Regions from separate parts of the Mus musculus genome. Here region 2 is linked to region 1. A link is a contact called in public HiChIP or PLAC-seq data. All regions are on one chromosome and are shown on one strand. The core of a region is the stretch at or near the end of the contact, and the rest is flanking DNA. Distances in the headings are between cores, read along the strand shown. Region 1 holds the start of Stab1 (stabilin 1). Region 2 overlaps Pbrm1 (polybromo 1).

Region 1 (5,999 bases), core at 1,288-3,787:
TCCGCTCATGGCCTCATGCTTGACAAAGAGGGAAGTTACTCAGCAAAACCTCAGGTCTAGATGATGTTATGTTTGGATTTGTCATGCCGAAGCTCCTCTTTGCAGAGCCAGGACATGTCTAGGAAATTGAGCAACTCAGTTTCAGGTTTGGGGAACATCCTTGGCTGACAGTGGGCCCCCCTCAAAGCCCTTTGCCTAGGCAGAAATTAAAGTCCAGTTACCACTCTGGTTGGGCCCCTAGGATGGTTGGCCAGGATTGGGTAATGCTCAGGGTGAGTTGAGAACTGTTCTTCAGAGGGAGGGAGGACCAGGAGGAAGCTGGAGCTTTGTAAGCCTGTGTGCCAGTAGTGATGGATGGATAAGCCAACTGCCGAATCAGCACCTCTCTCTCCGGGGACCACACCCGAGTGAGACAAGGCACTCATCTGCCCACCAGTGGCACCAGACGGAGCTCACGTTCCCGCTGGGGATGCAGCTGGGTGGGATGAGGCTGGAGAGGCCTCAGCTGACTCAGAGGTCTGCTTCCTGGGAGCACCTTACGACCTGGCAGGGTGCTCAGCACGAAGCTGAGTTTGCCTCGTCTGCTTTCTCTGTGTGTGGGAGCTGGGAAAACTGTGGAGACATGAACCATGCAGCTCAGTAGCAAGGTGAAGAAAACTCCCCCGAGCTGGAAGCAAGTTCCTGGGGAGTCTCTGGGTTGACCACCTAGAATCTAAATCCCCAAAGAGCCGAAGGGCCCCGTGAGCTGCCTCTCTCTCCTCTCCTCTGGATCAGAGCAGGGGGTGGGGAGGTGGGGACAAAGCTGGGTGCTAGCCAATGCCCCTGTTTTTGTGCTGTGGCTGTGGATCCCCAGGCTTGTCCTCGACACAAAGTCGTCCCCGGGCAGATGGACGGACACATGCTAAGACCCTCCCACAGGCAGATCTCCTTGCATCTGCTGCCGGAGCCTGCTATGCCAAGTCCTAATGCCACCTGTGCTGGCTGTCGACTCAGGGGTCCTCTCTTCCCTCTGAGGCTACGTTCCTAGCAGCTGCAGCTTGTGTCCCAGGTCATACAGGATGAGGGACTGTGAGGGGAAAGTAAGGACAGCATGGCTACATCCCTACCCACAAGGACCTCAGGACCTCGTCCCTGGCCCAGGCTGGCTGGGCTTCAGTCTCAGAATGACAGACTTAGAACTGTCTGGAACTACAGCAGGTCTCGGAGCTGAGATTTCTCACTGACCTCTGTCCCCATTGCCCAGGACACGGGTGGCAAGGTGCTTTTCCAGCTTGGCACAACCTGGATCTTGTGGTTTTCCATCATGTTTATCCTGATGTCCCACCTGCTCCACCCAGCCCTGGCCTGGCCATGAAATCCCCTTCCCACGGGACCAAGCCCCCATGGCTGCCTGGTGGTGGATCCCCTCTCTCTGCCACGGGAGCCTCGGAAGCTGCCTAAGATGAAGGTGAACTCGGTTTCACGAGGGAAGCTCCTTTGCCCAGATACAGATCCAAAACTCAGTCTCCACACTTGTGGGAAGCTCTCCCCAAAGCTCACGCAGCAATTCTGAGCTGGGGAGACCTAGGGACAGGCCCTCTTGGCCTCCGGAGCCATGCTACAACCACTCACGAGGCCCTGTGTTCTCAGCACACTGGGTGGGGAATGGCAGTCCTGAGTAAGAATCGCAGGCTGTGGTCCCAACTATGGCTCCAGAGGGAACAGCTTGCGGCTCTCCTCCTCGGGCCTGGGATTTCGAACAGGAGAAACAAACAAGCTTGCTAAAGACTATAAAGACTGAAGGGGCCACGTTCAGGGGCCTCTCTGAGACTTAAGAACATTGTTGTTGGTTGCTGTCTGTCCAATGGATCTCGTCTGTTCCACACAGGCTTGGGGCTGGCCACGGGCATATTGGTGGCCAAGTTCTGATTGAGCCCCTTGGTTTATAGTTCCCGGAGGATAGGTAACGATCACATTTAAAAGCCCCAGGTGAGGGCCGCATAGACTATGGTCTCAGTCTGGGAAAGAAGGCCAGGAGGATGGGGCTGGCTCTGTCCCTGTTCACTCATAAGCTAGGCAACCCAGGATGACTGCCCAGAGTACATGACCAGCTAGCCCGACAGAGTTAGAGGGGAAAAATTGCTGAAGCCTTTAAGCTTCAGGTAGAACAGCCGTAGACTTCAGCCTGGGGAGGTGGAACAATAGTCTGGGTCCCTGGGCCCCCAGGGAGCTCAGACAGGTACCAGCTGCTTTGATACCCCCACCCCAACACATCCATACACAAACTATCATGGTCCCTCCCTGTTCCCTGACCCTGGCTCCCACTCACCGTCTGCCCTCGGATGAAGCTGGAGTCTGACAGGCAGAGGACCAGGACACAGAGCAGAAGGAGGGTTCGGGGCTCTGCCATAGCAGGCAGGTCTGCTGTCTGAGACAAAAGTAGTGTGGGGACAGTGATTGCAGCAGCGGCAGGCAGCGAGTGAACTCCAAGAGGCAGGCATGAGGAAGGAGGCAGGACAGGGTGGGTGAGCAGCCGCTTTAAAAGCTATCCGTCAGCTCACCCCCACAGGAACCCACCAGGATTTCCTCCTGCGTATCAGCAGCCTGCAGGCGGAAGGGAAGACGCTGGCCAGTGACCCCCACATGGACGACCTGGGCCCTGTTCAGGGCTTCCTGGCCCAGGACGCTGCTCCCTGGCACCATAGTCTAGAGGTCCAGACCCACCATTAGCCACCTGCCTGGGGTCTAGGGGAGATTCTAAAGCAAATTTAAGCACCAATAAATAATTTTCCCTGCATCTGTCAAGCTGGCTTTTTCATTCAGAAGCTTCGGGGTTCTGGTGCCTAGGAGGTTGTTGGACAGCCCCTGGGCTGGCTGGCCCCCAGGTGAGCTGCCTCAGTCTTTCCGTCAGACACCAGTAGAGGTGGAAACACCATGCTAGCCCCTCAGACTGGTCTCCCCTACCAGCCTCATGGCCTTCCTGAGCCCACCCCTAACTCTGCAGCCACAGCCCAGGTTCCATTGCACTTCAGTCCTCTATGCTTGTGGTGGGTGGGTGGGTGTCTGTGACGTCCCTCACTTGGCCCTGAAGTCTGTAGTGACTGGGTAGAGCCACCGAGCACAGTCTGGGGGGTTCCTTTAATCTTTTAGGGACCTCCACTCAGGCAAACCCAGGATTCATGGATTCAAAGCAGGAAAGAATTCAGAACTGGCGGGTATGAAATAAAACTGAGGTTTCATTAAAAATAGTGTTTAAAAAAAAAAAAACCACACCCAAGAACATGTGTGCAGATCTCTCAGTCACCATTTAATAAGACTTAAGGGTTTTGTTGCTGGGCTTGTTGCTGTTGTTAGTGTTGTTGTTTTGTTTGTTGTTGTTTTTTCGAGACAGGGTTTCTCTGTGTAGCCCTGGCTGTCCTGGAACTCACTCTGTAGACCAGGTTGGCCTTGAACTCAAGAAATCCACCTGCCTCTGCCTTCTAAGTGCTGTGATTAAAGATGTGCATCACCACCGCCCATATCTATTTATTTACATCTCAAATGCTGCCTGGTCCCCCTCACAGAATCCCTCCCCGTCCCACTTCCCCTTTTCCTCTGAGAGCATGGGGCCCTCCTGGGACATCAAGTCTCTGCAAGATAAGGTGCATCTTTTCCCACCGAGGCTGGACAAGGCTGCCCTATTGGGGAAGAAACTCTCAGTCAGGCTACAGCTTTAGGGAGGGCCTCTGCCCCTTTGCTGGACTCTTTCCTTCCCACGTGTCCGTACATTTTCCCTTTCTACTTTGCTTCTTTTTGTTTTTTCGAGACAGGGTTTCTCTGTGTAGACCAGGCTGGCCTTGAACTCAGAAATTCGCCTGCCTCTGCCTCCTAAGTGCTGGGATTAAAGGCGTATGCCACCATGCCCAGCCTTCTACTTTGCTTCTTGGCCAACTGGGGCTTTTCTATTCCAGTAAATTAACTGCAAGGGTATATGCTATGGGTGTATATATATGGTAAAGGTATACGGTAGAGGTATATGGTATATGTCTGTGTGCTCTTCCCTTCTCCCAGGTAGGTGTGGTCTCTGATGGTGAAGCTAATTGGTTTGGACTAAAATCTCTTGCTGTGCCTCACAAAGCAGACGCATGGGTCTGGGCTGCAGCATGGGCTTCAGTTACGCGCCACAGGCTTTGTCGTCAACTGGCCAACTAAGTCCTTTCTGTCTCCTCTAAATGTTGCCTCGGCTAGTCTTTCTGGCTGCTGTCCTCAGGGCTGCCTGATTAAAGAAGTAGATTTTCTTTGTTCAGATAAACTCGGCCTGGGTTTTTTTTTCCATTAATCACGGTTCAGAGCACTTTTTTGACCTGACACCAGGCTTTGGGGCAGCCCAGGGCCTGATTTCAGCCCCTCTGGCACTGGCAATCAGCTGGCACTGCTCTTTAATAGTTCATTTTTGTCTCTCCTGGAGTACTGTTAGCTGAGAAAGGACAGGAGTACCATCTGGACTGACACCGGTGTGGAACAGACAAGGAAGGGATAAAATGAAGTTGTTCTTTGGTTTTGTTTTGAGACAGATATAGCCTTGGCTGTCCTGGAAGGAACTCAGGCTGGCCTTGAACCCAGAGATCCACCTGAGTCTGCCTCCTGAGTGCTGGAACTAAGGTGTACGCCACCACTTCCAGCTGAAGATGGTTTCTATTGTTTACCTAGACCCCAGGTTTGACCACAGCTCAGCATTGCTCTGCTCTGGGGACCCTCCCACCTTCCCCTCCTTCTCTCTCTTCTTGTCTCCAATCTCCCCCTGCTGACCATTCCTTTGGTTGAAGCCCTTTTGGGACCCCAGTTCTCTATAACCTTGAAGACTCATGTTGTGTCAAACTCCATTTTATTAGAATAGAGAACGTAGGCAACAGGAATTATACTTGGTGCTGGCAGCTCTAGGTCCCCTGTACTGGCTCCTCTTGGACCCATGACCTGGGAACTCCCCATAGGGCCTCCTCTGCTCTGGACTTGAGGAGGCCTCCATTTTGGAAAAGCCCACAACGTGGGAGCTTGCCTGTGTACTCTGCTACCAGCTTTGTAATTAGCAGCGGCACGCCCACAATGACAGCAAACAGCAACGAAGGACTGGACTTAACACTTCAGAAAAGGACGTGGGGGTTATCAGGTCCACAGCGCCACGCTAACAACAGCATCAATCACAGACAAAACAATGCTGGCGCGTCTGACCATGCCACTTCAGAGGCAGGCGACACAAGGGACGCTAACAGCACAAGGACGCTCTGGTGGGGCTGGCATATGTCTTCCCAGCGTTAGGATTAACTGATCACACATGTTCACAGTCTCTGTGGGAGCTGGTCACATGTGTGGGGGCCACGGGCAATCAATGTAGGAACCAAGGGAGAGGAGAAAGACCTTAAAAAGAACGCAGAAGGCCGCTTCCCTGCCTTCACGGGCACCAGGCTAGGCTGGGCATGGCAGGAGGCCAGGGCTGCTATGGCGTGCACTAGCCAGTGAGCTCCACAGGCAGCTCCCTGCCACAAAGAGCTTCCCACTGTCGTGCGAGCAGTGAGATGAGCTTTTCTCGGCTCTCGGCACTGGGGACAAACACCTGCCACTGTACCTCTCGGCCCTGGCCAACCCTGCCAGGACCACCTGGCATCTCCCCAAAGTGGTCCAGGGTGACACTCCCCATGAGGTCGTGACCCTGTGTGTCATCAAAAACAAGAGTGAGGGCCTGTGGGTAGGGATAGTAGCCCATGAGCACCCGGTCCAAATCCCGGACCCGGCGGCCATCGTCTAGCCGGTATCTGTCCCTCTGCGGTGGCTCTTTGGCAAATTCAGGCAATGGATAGTGGATGTAGTCCTCATCCAGGAGGAAGATCTCGGCGCTGGTCAGGAGCAGCGTCTTAGGGCGCAGTGGGCCCCTGCCCCGCCCAAGGTGTGGTGTGACCACCTGGAAGGCCTGGATGTACAGTAAGATGCTGAGGGCTGGATTCTTTGCAGGATCAGCCATCTTCTGTGCGACAATATAGGTCAGG
Region 2 (5,999 bases), core at 1,402-3,901, 79 kb before region 1:
TTGCTAGTTTCCTGCCTTTATTTACCAGTTCCTCTCCACAGGAAAAAGAAGATGTTCCTGTGGAGATGTCCAATGGTGAGCCAGGTTGCCACTACTTTGAGCAGCTTCGGTACAATGACATGTGGCTGAAGGTTGGTGATTGTGTCTTCATCAAATCCCACGGCTTGGTGCGCCCTCGTGTGGGCAGGTGAGTTACAGAAGATGAGGTTGGGTCTAAGATTTGAGACTTAGTATTCCACATGCATAGAATGAAGACAGAATTCCCTTCCCTGGCAATTTCTCAAGCTTCCTCACACCACATTTTCCCTGTTCCTACTTCTGTGGCAAGTAGATGGGCGCACACGTGTGTATAATCCCAGCAATTAGAAAACTAAGGAAGGGGGCCTGGAGAGATGGCTCAGTGCATTGACTGCTCTTCCACAGGTCCCGAGTTCAAATCCCAGCAACCTCATGGTGGCTCACAACCATCCATAATGAGATCTGATACCCTCTTCTGGAGTGTCTGAAGTCAGCTATATTGTACTTGCATATAATAATAAATAAATAAATCTTTAAAAAAAAAAAAAGAAAGAAAAAGAAAACTAAGGAAGGAAGAGCAAGGGATCCAGATCAGAGCCTGTCCCAAAATAAACACTCAAAGATTGAAAGATAATTTTACTTCAGTAGAGCTTTATTCAAATGGGGTACATATAATATTCAGATGTGTGTACCAAACATGATACATACTGTTGAAATTGTGAGGTGCTCAGAACAGAGAGAATGGTTTGAATAGATTTCACAAAGAATGTGGCAGTTGGGTTACTGTGAAGAAATGTAAGAATTGTGACTATCAGGGAAAGCATTCCAGGCAGAATTAATAACCAGAATAAAGGCCTGAGAGATAAGTACATCACTCTTAACCTGTAATTCACTTATCAGCATAGTGAGCCCTATAAAAGGTGGTAGATGGGGTAATGGGCAGATCATGTAAGGTTTCAGAAACCATGTGAGCCCTTGAACTATTACAGAGTTACAAAAAGTGTCTTTGTTATTGTTTCAAGCAGAGAAGTAACATTTGACTTCTGGTTTAATAGGGTTGCTCTGCTTTCTCCTTATTGAGATGAGACTGTAAAGGGGCCAAGAGTAGAAGCAAGGAGATCTGCTAGAAGGCTATTGTGATAAGCCAAGCAAGAATGATGGCCTCTTTAGTGTGACTAATTACAAACAGTAGTATTCAGGAGGGCAGGCTAACAGCAGTCTTAGTAAATACAATGTGGAGTTCCAGGGTAGAGCTTTCAAGGATGACTCACTCCTGTGAGTAGTTAGGAAACTGGAAGATTGGAGTTATTATTCACTGAAATGAAAATGTTGCTCTATGTCTAGAACCCTGCAAATGTGGGACAATAATACTGATTTTAAGTTGATAAATAGGACAGTACAACATCGCAACGGGAAAGTACTTTAGTGCTGGATCTTGCACAAAGATCTGTGATCCTCTGTTTTGAAGGAATGTTTGCCAAATCCAATGACAAATGTTTAGTTGTTTTCATCTTGAACATCTCAGGAAGAAAACCTGGAATTAAATAAAATGATCTAATTACATACTTTGATACTATGTTAAAGTTTTTGTTTTTGTTTTTTTTTTCCCAGAGTGGCCAAATGTCCTTTTCTCTTTTTCAGAGTATCTTCTCTGAAAGGTCTCTTAAAGGGTGAGGAGAATCCATGAAATTTCTCTTAATGCTATATGCTGCTACATTTTAGGGGTCTGGAGAGATAGCTCAGTGATTAACAGCACTGGCTGCTCTTCTAGAGGTTCTGAGTTCAGTTCCTAGCACCCACATGGTGGCTCACAACTGTTTATAGAGGAGCTGATTCCCACTTCTAATGGAGGGAATTAGCAACAGAGCACTCATTTAAACAAGGAAACATTTTAGTTAGTGGGGTTTTAATTAGATAATCATTCAAAATTGAAATTATTATAACTTAATTTCTCTATCCCCCTACCCCCAAGAATTGAGAAAGTATGGGTCCGAGATGGAGCTGCATATTTTTATGGCCCTATCTTCATTCATCCAGAAGAAACAGAACATGAGCCCACAAAAATGTTCTACAAAAAAGAAGTGTTTCTGAGTAATCTGGAAGAGACCTGCCCTATGAGTTGTATTCTGGGTAGGTATTTGTCCTTTTTCATCACAGTTGTTCTGTAAAACTTGGATTAAGTACTGCTGCTATGCAGGGCATGCTTCTAGATAGTGGGTCTATAGCAGCATAAAAATATTAAAAGTCTTTGCTTTCATAAAGACATTGGGGTGAAGGTTGGGAGATAGTAAATAAATAGCAGAGAACACCAGGTAGTAATTAGAGTTTTAAATGAAAATAAAACAAAGAAGATTGACAATAAATGTTTAGATGAGGTCACATGATCAGCCAAAATGAACCCTTGAAGAAGTTTTCAAATAAACAAAAGAAAATTATTTGAGGCTCTCTTCTAGGAACAGCAAAAGAGTTGTCTTAGATTATCTGTTCTTGTTTGGAATCTCAGAGGGTTGGAGAACTAGAGCAAGGGAAGGGATGTGTTGTAAAGAATGAGCCCTTTGAACTTTATGGAGACTCAGACATAGTAGATCTTGTAGATAGTGATTGGGCTTGAAAGGAAATCATAGTGGGGTTGAGCAGAGCTGTGAAGTGAGTCATCATGGCTGCTGTGTGAACAGTGTAATACGAGTAAGGTAGGAAGTAGAGAGAATAGCCTCATTTTTCAGTTTCTGTTAGACTTTTTTTGAGGATTATTTACTTATTTTATTATATGAATACAGTGTAGCTGTTTTCAGACACACCAGAAGAAGGGATCAGATCCCATTACAGATGGTTGTGAGCCACCATGTGGTTGCTGGGAATTGAACTCAGGACCTCTAGAATAGCAGTCAGTGCTCTTAAGGGCTGAGCCCTCTCTCCAGCCCTCTGTTAGATTCTTAAAACTTGATCATTTTATTGTCTCCATTATCGTGGTTTCTCTTTGGTCATCTATCAAGTATTTCCAGTGGTATTTTGTTTCTAAGATCTAATTGTATGCATCATCATATACTAACAATATTGCTAGCTGTTATGTTTCTCCAAGCCCTGAGAGCCACTAGATCATACACTAGCCACACTATATCCCTTGAGATGGCATCCTAAAAGATTACTAGATCATACACTAGCCACTAGATCATACACTAGCCACACTATATCCCTTGAGATGGCATCCTAAAAGATTACTAGATCATACACTAGATCATACACTAGCCACTAGATCATACACTAGCCACACTCTATCCCTTGAGATGGCATCCTAAAAGATTACTAGATCATACACTAGATCATACACTAGATCATACACTAGCCACTAGATCATACACTAGCCACACTATCCCTTGAGATGGCATCCTAAAAGATTACTAGCTATAGGCTTTACATCGGTGCTTGGAGTTTTGTGGGTCCCCCACCAACACACCAATTCAGAGATTGAACCCAGGGCCTTGTATATGCCAAGTGCACACTCTACCATTAACCTGCATAGCTAAATCTAGTCCCCACAGATTGTTGATGGTTTTAAAGAAGCCACCATAGATCACAACCAAAGAAAAATTTGCAGATTCAAACATATGTTAGTCTTTATTCGATGCTGCTGCTCATAATTATTTTCAGGATTAGATATGGCAAACTGCTTAGTAATTCAGCACATTTTCAACTTTCTACCACAGGGGAAGTGAACTAAGCAGTAAAGTCATTAAACTCTTGCCTTTCTGTAGCAGAAAATATCTTCCTTTTAAATTCTGATCCAGACTAAAGTAATACCCAAAGTTACTTCCTAGTGTAAATCCAGCAAGGAGATTAAAATGGAGCATGATGAAAGTGAGACTGAAGTTTGCTTGTGTTAGGGCAGCTATATGATTTGTTGGGTTAATTTCTATTTTATTAGGGTTTGTTTGTTTTTTGGGGGGGGGGTTGGGGTTTTTTGGGGGGGTGTCTTTTTGTTTTTTTATCAAGACAGGGTTTCTCTATGTAGCCCTGGCTGTCCTGGAACTCACTTTGCAGACCAGTCTGGCCTCAAACTCAGAAATCCGCCTGCCTCTGCCTCCCGAGTACTGGGATTAAAGGCGTGTGCCACCACACCCGGCTAATTTTAGGTTTTATGCAACTTTTCAAATGACTTTTTTACCTTTTATTCTTTAACAGTAGAAAATCATGGCCACTCAGTAGAATCCAAAGAACATTGCTTCTAGCCCTATATTTATAGGACCTTAGAAGACTCAAGAAGCATAACTCATCACAAAATAATATATACTGCTTCAGGAACTGTATTGAGTGATATCAAAAGAATTTCAGAAAAAAATAACTGTGACATAACTGTCCCAGTGTTTTGAGTTTGTTTGTTTTTGGTTTTGAATAGTTATAGTTATGAATGTCCTAGAACTCACTAAATAGACCAGGCTGGCCTCAAACTCATAGAGATCTGCCTCCCAAGTGTACACCATAATGCCTGGCTCTGGCTCTTTTTAAGGTGTGTGTGTGTATTTTCCTTGCATATATGTCTGTGTACCACGTGTGTTTCCCATGGAGGCAAGAAGAGGGCATTGGATCTTCTGGAACTGTAGTCACAGATACGCCATCTTGTAGGTGCTGGGAATCAAACCTGGGTCTTCTGCGGGACAGCAGCCAATGCTTTTATTGCTGGGCTATCACCACCACCACCACTCCAAACGAGTTCTTGATTCAGAAAAAAAAAAAAAAAGTGTAGAGAAGCTATATTCTGAGCAACAATAGTCATCTATGTCTCCACAATATAGACTGGATCATGGTTCAGATGAAACTAGTACACAAACATATATACACCTCTCTCCATAATATTCCTGTCAGCCCTTGAAGTGATACTAGAAATGACACTTAAGCATTTGCTTGTAGAATCTACTTGTAATTTGGAAGAAGGCATGTTTCAATATGTAGTTTTAATGTCAACACAATAACTAAGGTAGAAATTTACATCCCTTATTTGGGGCTGGGCACGCAGTAGTAGAATCCTTAACATGAAACCCTGGGCTCCATCCCCAGGGTTGCAGAGACACAGAACAGTTCTTAAAGCATCTCAGTCCCCACTTTTTCTCCCCACATTTTAAATGTGTGTCATTTGATAACTTAAGCCCAAATGACAATACATGGTTAATTTGCCTTTTAATGTGCTAAGGCTTCAATATATGTGTTCCTCCAGGACTCATAAGTCTAAACTTAATGCCAGTGGGATCTTGTGGGAGGTGCTGAGGTCCAAAGAGCCATGCACTGAGTAGATAGACACTGTTTCAGGCAGGGATCATACAAGTTGGTTTACTCTCCTGTCTTTGTCTTTGTGCTTCTGCTGTCCATCATGCATCAGACACCTAGAATTTTCCTGTGCAGTAAACAGGAATATGTCAGATACTGGCACCTTCATTTTTAGGACTTCCTATCTCCCAGAACTGGAAAATTTTCTGTTCTTTAGAAATTGCCCAGTCCACAGTAGTATTGCTATAGTAGCAATATAGTAGGACTTTTTTTTTTTTAAGTATGATCATGCCATCTTTCTGAGAGAATTTCATATTTGACAAAAACAGGTAAATTCTTTGCAAGGGTCATCCTTCAGGAAGCTCCCCACAAGTCAAGCAGTCAGCTAAAATGTATTTGAGAAGTTAGGAAGGAAGGGGAATGTTCCACTCTACTCTGCCCTTGGCATCAGAAACTTCATACCAGGATCCCAGGCTGTCTTTTTCAAAACTGTTGCTGAAGCCAAGAAAAAAAAGTGTGTGTGTATGTGTGGGGAGAGCTGGAGTGATGGCTCAGCAGTTAAGAGCACTCCCTGTTCTTCAATTTCCAGCACCCACATGGCAACTCACAACTGTCTATGACTCCAGTTTCAGGCTATTCAACACCCTTTTCTGGCCTCCATGGGCACCAGGCATGCATGTAATGTCACATACGTGTATACAAGCAAAATACAGATAAACCTT

Evidence for each region. HiChIP or PLAC-seq counts read pairs in DNA pulled down with a chosen protein or histone mark.
Region 2: a CTCF HiChIP or PLAC-seq map of CD8 T cells shows a contact between it and region 1, with 5 read pairs. The contact joins the enhancer-like site here to the promoter of Stab1 in region 1. A contact is called at or near these places in 8 of 39 promoter capture datasets (the C10 cell line, cranial neural crest, epiblast stem cells and 4 more), 1 of 15 datasets of contacts at CTCF or cohesin (CD8 T cells), 2 of 115 datasets of contacts at active chromatin or transcription factors (effector CD8 T cells and embryonic stem cells) and 3 of 9 other capture datasets (adipose tissue, liver and pancreatic islet).

Annotation. Positions count from the first base shown.
Region 1 is chr14:31,166,104-31,172,102 of GRCm38.p6, forward strand. It overlaps Stab1 (stabilin 1), which reads right to left and starts at 2,538. Exons shown (of 69, transcript NM_138672.2): 1 at 2,309-2,538. The coding sequence starts at 2,389. Nisch (nischarin) reads right to left here. Exons shown (of 21, transcript NM_022656.2): 21 at 4,825-5,999. The coding sequence ends at 5,465.
Region 2 is chr14:31,087,475-31,093,473 of GRCm38.p6, forward strand. Pbrm1 (polybromo 1) reads left to right here. Exons shown (of 33, transcript NM_001081251.1): 24 at 42-187; 25 at 1,991-2,148. It also overlaps a transcript of Smim4 not described here. Among named protein-coding and RNA genes, the nearest start is that of Smim4, 38 kb to the right of the region's middle. Within about 2 kb of position 2,652, at least 24 of the 459 cell types and tissues checked have an H3K27ac peak or open chromatin away from gene starts, as enhancers often do. A contact at or near this core is called in CD8 T cells and effector CD8 T cells, where this site is marked.